2 separate regions of the Gossypium hirsutum genome follow, and region 2 is linked to region 1. Evidence: chromatin contacts called from public Hi-C data. All regions are on one chromosome and are shown on one strand. Each heading gives the region's core, a stretch centred on a gene start, on an enhancer-like site or on the middle of the called end of the contact. The rest is flanking DNA. Distances are from core to core; before and after follow the strand shown.

Region 1 (4,146 bases), core at 835-3,334:
GTTTTGTGCTTTGTCCCCCGACAAAGCTCACGATATAGCGTTGCTAGTACTGTTGAACCCTAATTGTAGGAACGGGCACCTTGCAAATCAGTTAGTAAGGGCAGGTACATCAAGTGGGCTCTATTATTATTGGAATCCGACATAAGTAACTTCCTGCAAATTGCAGTATATAGGCCTGAGCAACGGACATCTTTGCCCTCTCGGTTACATAATTCAACAATGTTTCAAAATTGGTCTTCAACCACGAAAATTTTAAACCCATAAATTTAGATGTACCATTACTGGGAGAGCATCCAAGCAAGTTATAGTAGAGCGTCGCAGGATTTGCCATGTGGCTTGAACCGATTATCGCATCACCGTCCACAGAGAGCCCTAATTGCAGTGCGACATCCTCCAGTGTGACGGTGCATTCCCCACACGGAAAATGAAAGGTGTGCGTCTTTAGGCGCCATCGGTCAACCCGTGCCGATATTAAGTCAACCCTCAACTCAAACACACGGATTAATGCCACTGATCCAAATCTCGTGGCATCTAGGTAGATCATAATCCGTTTGTCCGGCCGGTAGCTCGGACCATAGCCACGCGACTTCAACACGTAGTACACACCCTAATCATATTAAATTATAACATTGGTTAAGATCTCACAATTAAATAAAAATTTACGTGCAACTATTATGAAAATTACGTACAACATTAGAACTTTTTTTACTAGCAAATGGATCGTCCTTGCTGTGTGATCGTTTGTAGTAATTAAAAAACCCATTTCGATTTTTGCACAAACAATTAAAATTTTAATCATTGACTTAACAAATAAACAATATAAAAATAACGACAATTACTTTTTCCGAAACCCATTTTTGTAATAAACAGAAATCTAATTACTCAAAAAAACATATAATGTTCACTTTTATATCATAAAATAAACAAATTATTATTAAAATAAAAAAATATATACTAGTCAAACCAATCTTAATATTACTTTCAACACAAATATGTCTTAATACCCAATTCTAATAATTCTACTAAAATAAACATGCACTTTGAGAAAATCTATCTTAATAAACATACACTACAAAAGAAAATTACAAATATCTGAACTAACACAATTTTAATTATTTTTGAAGTTAACATATTATTACAATAAAAAATTAAAATTTCAACACAATTCCAAATTATTAATAATTATACGATCACAAAAAAATACATATTTATTTTTTTGGGACCTTCTGCTATTGGAAGGGAGGGAGGGAACGTCCAAGTGTTTGTAATATAAAAAATAAAAAATACTAAATAATTAGTACTAAATAAACTTTTAATACAAATAAATTACTATTAAAAAATAACTAATTATACTACTGAAAAAACCAACCTCCATACTAACATTTTCTTCTTGGTATTCGGTGGGGGACCATCAGCTGGTAGTCTGTTTTTGTTTTCGTGTGGAAACAATATGTGGGGGTTGGTCCCTTTTATGATAATGAAAATAATAATATAATAATAAATTTTAAACAAAAAGTAAAAAATAGTCTGAAATATTTGGACCTGTGATCGATGAATCATATTAGTGGTAGGCCGTCAGGTCGGTGCCGTCGAGCTGTTAGGCGGCACCGACCTGCCACTAATGTGATAGGTCATGGACCCAAGTTTTATTACCCGAATATTTTAAATTTTTTTCAACTTAAAAAACATATTTTATAATAAAAATTCAGGTGTCGTCTAACACTTCGGCGGCACCAATAAAAAATAATTTTTTACTTTTTACATGTATAAAAATATGAGGTATTTTTAAATTTTAGATATTGGTGCTGTCGATTGCTCAAGCAACAGCCTAAAAAAATTTATTTAAAAAAAATGAATGATTGAAGCAATTTTTGGTGGCAAGAGAGGGAGTATCGTCGATTGCTCAGGTGGTACCGTGAGTACACTTTTCACTTTACCTGGTAAATAATAAGGCTTTATCCTATTGTAGTAAATATTTTTTTTATATTATTTAGATAAAAAATTTGAAATAAGAAAATGCACAAAAAAATAATGAAAGTTATTTTCTTAAAGAAAACATTAATTGGAATTTAAATTATAAGAAAAAGGTGGAGAGTAATGAGAGCGTGAGTTTCACGGGGAGAGAAAAAAGAGTAGGAAAGAATGAAACCCTAAAGTAGACAAGAGCGGAGGTTGATTTTCAGACAAAAACTGTCTTAGAAAGTGGTCTGGCGTTTGCTTAGATTCAGATCCTTCAACTTTGATCAACTAGCCAACGACAAACCTTTCATTATTACACACCTCTTTCCATTACTTCTCTGACCAAAACTCCGCCTCTGACACCACCTGCCGCCACCAATGTCCATCGCCGCCTGCCTTCTCACCCCTTCCCCACTTTCCTCTCCTAGTTCCCTTACCATCACCCCTAAATTCCCCACCACTTTCCCTCTCCACCTCCACCTCCGCCTTTCCTCCTCCGCCACCTGTCTCCGTCACAGCCGATCTTCCCCGTTCTTAACCTTCTGCGCCGGCGGCGATGGTGGTGATATTAACAGCAACAACAACTCGGGTGGCGGCGGTGGAAACGATGAGAATGGAAAACACAGGGGTGGTGATGACGAGAATGCGGGTGATAAGAACAGGAAAGAGGCGATGATTGTACTGGCGGAGGCAGGGAGGTCAACGGAGAGTCTGCCGAAGGACTTGGCGGCGGCGATCCAGGCTGGGAGGATCCCTGGGTCGGTCATAGAGAGGTTCTTGGGGCTTGAAAAATCGGGGCTTATGAGATGGTTGATGCAGTTTGGAGGGTTTAAAGAAAGGCTTTTGGCTGATGATCTTTTCTTAGCTAAAGTTGCGATGGAGTGTGGTGTTGGGATCTTCACCAAGGTCCATTTTTCCTCCTTTTTCGTTTTTTTAATCAATATATACAAATGGCTACTGTAGATTTGTTCACCGATTCTTACTTAGCATCGGTTTTAAAGGTTTTCTTTTTATTCTTTTTCACTTGATCATTTTTGGTTCACTTATTTTCTTTGAATCTTAGCCCGAATTTCGGGATACTTTGCCTTCGGAGTTTTAAGTCAACGTTTTAGTCTTTCTTTACATGAAACTGCTTAAAGTGCATGATTGTTTTAGGATTAAATGTTCAACAATACAGCATGTTGATTTTTAGGAAAAGCAATTGAAGCTACAAGAGCTATGTTTATGCATGTTCCAAATTTTGGTCTCATTTACTTTATCATTCCATCTTAACTACTATTTATATACTTTTGTCATGTTTTCCAGACTGCTGCAGAATATGAACGTCGCAGAGAAAACTTTTTCAAGGAGCTGGAGATCGTTTTTGCTGATGTGGTATGATTCTTCACTTACCTCTTTAAAACCTGCACCTTTTCATTCTTCATTTCTTCTGATTCTGAGTAGCAAGGATGGCGTGTTCGATAAATTTAAACCCAAGATTTTGATGCCAATTCATGTCTATTATATTGATCCTTAGAATTTCTTGATGGTCAAACTACTGTTTTTTATTTGAAATTAGGGGAATAATATGTTACAATCCTTCGAATGCTCTGTATATATATACATATATATTTTAAGGATAAGAAGCGAATTGCCTTATAATTGTTAGACTAGGAACACAGCATGGACATGACGGCTATAAAAAGATTTTATATGTTGAATTTGTACTTTTCAATTAAAAAATAACTTGCAAATAGTTTTTCAAAATTCAAAAATTGAACCTTAAAGACACCTATGAGAACCGAATTGTTGATTCCATATTTGGAAGAAAAAAATCATCATTTATCCAAACATGTTCAATTGTGTCCATTCATGTCCGACTTTATCTTGATCATCTTTTGACAGTGTTCAATTTTACTTTTACTTCTTTTAATGTTTCCAACATGTGGGACATTTATCGACATATGGACACTCCACTGATAGAAATGTCATGCTTCATAGTTAGATGAATTCTGTTAGCTGCTTAAAATTTTCTTTGGTAAATGACCTTAGCTAAAGTAGCTCAATATCATGCATCGGCAATTACAAATACAACACATATATAGATTGTAAGCATTTGTAGTTGGATGAACATACTTAATTCACAGCTGTTGCATGATATATAAGTTTTAGTAACAAGAGGAAGTGATAGGCGGGTTTACCGCTTAT
Region 2 (4,146 bases), core at 531-3,030, 39 kb before region 1:
AAATTACAGCTACTCATGTTAAAATTATATTATTACACTAATTATATAGGTGAAAAATTATGACGTACCTTTGATAAGCCCTTGGTGCGGTGTGGTGAAAAAAATATCTTGATAGATTATGATACATTTACAATGTAGGTAAAAAAATCATATAAAAATATATTTATTAAAAGGTTAGGTAATAACTAAATAAAGCTTTGATTAAAACAGTAAAGTTGAATGTTTAAAATTATGATGTTTATATAAAAGAAAAAGGTTCAAATCTGTATGAAATTTTATCGATTTTATATAAAAACATTTAAAAAAATTTATTTTATAATAACATAATTTACTTTGTAAAAATAATATATTTTTTAATAATTTTTCAACGGAGTCTTTTGTTGAATAATTTTTGTAAAACATGTATTAAAATCTTAAACACTTGGTGCGAAATGAATTTCTTAATAAATATATTAAATTTAAATCACAATTGTTAGAATTTTACACAAACTAGCATATGTCATGTATTTATTATATTTTCTAAAGATTCTTTTTGTTCTCTTATAGAATACTCAAGACTATTTTTTGGGTCAACAATATTAGAAATATATTCTTTTCTTCTTTAATGGTACTTGACCTATGTTTAATTTGGTATTATTTTTTTCCAATTAAATTCTTAACTTTTGATTTCATCTTGATCTAGTACCTAAGGCAAATAACGTTAATTTTTTTAATTTGAGCCTATGAGAATTGGACACGTGTCAGTTTTAAATGTTAATTAATTTAAGTAAAATTTTGAAAAATGTTTCTTTTTAAATGTAAACATATATAAATAAAAAGTTAAATTTTCAAAAAATATAATTAATTTTTAAAATAGCTAAAATTAAAAATAATTAAAATTTTAAATATTATATAACTTCAAAAAAATTTATAGAAAAATAAAAAATTTGAGTTGAAAAAAAAAACAAAAATACATTAAAATTCAAAAGAAAAAGATTGAGTTCAGATGAACATCGGTCAACGTTGACCAACACCTACCAATGATAATTTAAAAAATAAAAATCGACTCCAACTTTAAGTCTTAAATAAAGAAAAACAATCATATATATTAGTTTACATACTTGTACAATACAGGAGTTAATAATGTTTGTCAATATAAATTATTTTAAAAAGAAATAGAAATAAATCATGTAAATTCAATCTTAACATTAAAGAATTGATATGTAAAATATATATTAATTATGAAGTTTGGAAATGTTATATTACAAGGATTATAATAAATAGGGATGTCAATTTTTAAAATATATTTCTAGATTTATTTAATAGTCACATTATTTACATTTAATTAACCATCTACATTCACTAATTATTAATTAAAATTAAATTCAAAATTATATATAACAATCTATTATCATGGTATTCATATTTTAACAACAATTTCAAAATATATTTTTTTAATTCATTATAATATCAATTATCATGATTTTATTATCTAAATTTCTAAATCCAAAAAGTAAAAAGTCTAAATTTTTGAAACTAAAAGTAGGATTAGAATATATTTTAACCTTCAAATTTGTATTCCATAATTTGACACAAACAAATAATAAATTCAACATGAAAAGAGAGGATATTTTTAATTTCATAATTAACATAATTTAATTAATACATAAAATTAATTAATGTGGACATGGCAAGCGTAAACGTAGTTTATAATATAAAGCAAACAAAAAGATTCTGGCATATTTTAAAATAATTTTAAATATTGTTAAGATTCCATAAATCAAGTGTGATCGTGGAACCCATGCAATGTTCGCCAACCCAATTCTGCCACAAATCTACACGTATGTTTTAGGAGGTGTTTTGCACGCTCCAATTATTTGTATTATTTCTACATGTGACTTTACTTTTATTCTTCTTTTTAAAATGCCCACAAGGCTTTCCTTCTTCTTCTTCCATCAAAATACATTTTCAATTCTGATCCTTCAACTATTATTATATTTATATTTTAATTTAACATAATTTAATTTTTTATTTTTACAATAACATTAGTTAATCCAAATTGTTATTATCTTAAACTGCTAACATAATTTTTTTTAAAAATACCTTTTTAACATATAACAAAATCTCTCATAAGTTTGAATGTATATTTTTAATAAAAAAAATTCCACCTCATCATTTTATCTATAGTATCTTTGATTTAACATTTATATCTAATCTAGAAAAATATTTTATTAATTCATTTTATATTTAAAATACGTATTTAAATGTGTTTGTATATGCCTAACTTACGGATCAATTTATTATTTGTTTTCTAACAACTTACGAAAAAAATTAAAATTATTATCATTTAGTTTTTATTTCTAAATAATACATTTTTATATGCCTGCATGGATAAATATATTTTGTTAATTTATTATTTTAATTTTAAACGACATATTTAAACAGTTTGATTCGCACATTTATTCATGAGTCAAGTTAAGAATGTTATCAAATCCGCTCTTAAAAAAAAAACAAGAATGTCTTCTTAAGGCATTCTTTATCTAACACTTGTCCAAATAGATGCCATATATATATATATATAAAAGATTATATGAAAAACTTTAAATTTCAATTTTGGTCCTTATATTATGCTTTTGAAATGTAATCTCTATACTTTAATTTTTGGCATAATTTAATACTTCAACTTTTATAATATCATTAGTTAGTCTAAATATTTTATTCAAATTAAAACGTTTAGTGAATTTCTAAGAATTGCTATTAACGTTAAATTTCTCTATTAAATTAATGTCTGTTGTAATGTTTTCTCTTTTGTTACATCGTTACTAGTGATTATTTTTCAAAATTTCAATATGTTACACCAAAGAATTTTAACAGTATTAATAATTAGATCTGAAAAAATAAAGAGACTAAATAACTGAAAATAAAAGTCTCATCATTAAATTTTAAATATACAAAAAGTATAAAGATTTAAAACATATTTTAATCTTCAAATTTAAATGTTATAATTTGATTAAAAATGTTATAAACCATGCTATGCACAAGACATGCTAACCAACTATGTATTTAGTAAAACTAATATTATTTAAACATAAAAATAATTATAATTAAGGTAAAATTAAATTTAAGTAATAAAATAAATGCACAAATGCAAAATTAAATTCTATAGAATGGTTAATCTATAAATATATTTATAGTGATCAAGTCAAACAATATTCTTAGGAATAAGAAAAGCATACAAAAGCAATTTCATAAATCAAAGGTGAAGAAAGAGAATAAACACAAAGCATCCAAGGGAGGACAAACTATTTCCAAGTCAACAGATTTATCCATTACATCTTACCTTATCTCTCTTGAGCAAGAACAAGACACAAAAAACAAGGGGAAGAAAAGCATGACTAGATGCATACAATAAAATCCCCCTCGCAACACATGAACCGTTTTATTACTTCTAGAGTTCCAAACAGAGCAATAAAAGCTTGAGAATATGGAGAGAAAGGGAGGGACAGTAGGGGAGAAGGTTTGGGAAAGGGGAGGAATATTTTTTATTATTATTTTGTTTACTATTAATATAATAAAAAAAAGATAGAGTTTGTAAATGTGTAGGATTAAATTTATTGAATTATTTAGAATTAGGATTAAATTGATAAAATGTGTAAGTATTGAGGACTAAATATATGATTATACAAATTAGAAAAAGATCACATCATCACTTCCATTAACCATTTAATGGAGAGTGACCAAAATATAAACGATCTAAAACGTGAGTGACCAAAATAAAAATAATCTAAAACATTAGTAACTAAATTGAAAACTTTCATAGTTGGGTGACCAAAACAGAAACACCTTAATAGTTGAATGTCTAATTCTATAATTTATCCTAATTTATACTTGTAAGAATGTGATACATACTATACCATGTGTTAATGTGGCAATTAAAGTTTTTATTTTAGGAAAATATTAATACAAATAATTCAGTTATTTTTTAATTACTATTAAATTTAAAATTCATTAATTTTGACAATTTTAAAATTAAAAAGAAATAAATTAATGTGATTAATATTGTTAATAAAAGACCTTTTATGTGCAGATCTAATTTATTATAAATATTTTATATTTTATATTTTATAAATAAAAATGTTTTTGCTAAAATAATTTTATTACATATAT

The links. Hi-C and Micro-C count contacts between places; a contact is called where the count stands out from the background.
Region 2: a contact with region 1 is called in a Hi-C map of leaf, with 2.6 times the contacts expected there. The contact joins the enhancer-like site here to the promoter of LOC107954295 in region 1. A contact is called at or near these places in 3 of 34 Hi-C or Micro-C datasets (callus and leaf).

What each region holds. Positions count from the first base shown.
Region 1 is chrD07:19,305,667-19,309,812 of Gossypium_hirsutum_v2.1, reverse strand. It overlaps LOC107954295 (protein RETICULATA-RELATED 4, chloroplastic), which reads left to right and starts at 2,084. Exons shown (of 8, transcript XM_016889808.2): 1 at 2,084-2,865; 2 at 3,265-3,333. The coding sequence starts at 2,338.
Region 2 is chrD07:19,344,580-19,348,725 of Gossypium_hirsutum_v2.1, reverse strand. No RefSeq gene overlaps it. Among protein-coding and RNA genes, the nearest start is that of LOC121219204, 9.4 kb to the left of the region's middle. Within about 2 kb of position 1,780, at least 1 of the 9 cell types and tissues checked has an H3K27ac peak or open chromatin away from gene starts, as enhancers often do. A contact at or near this core is called in leaf, where this site is marked.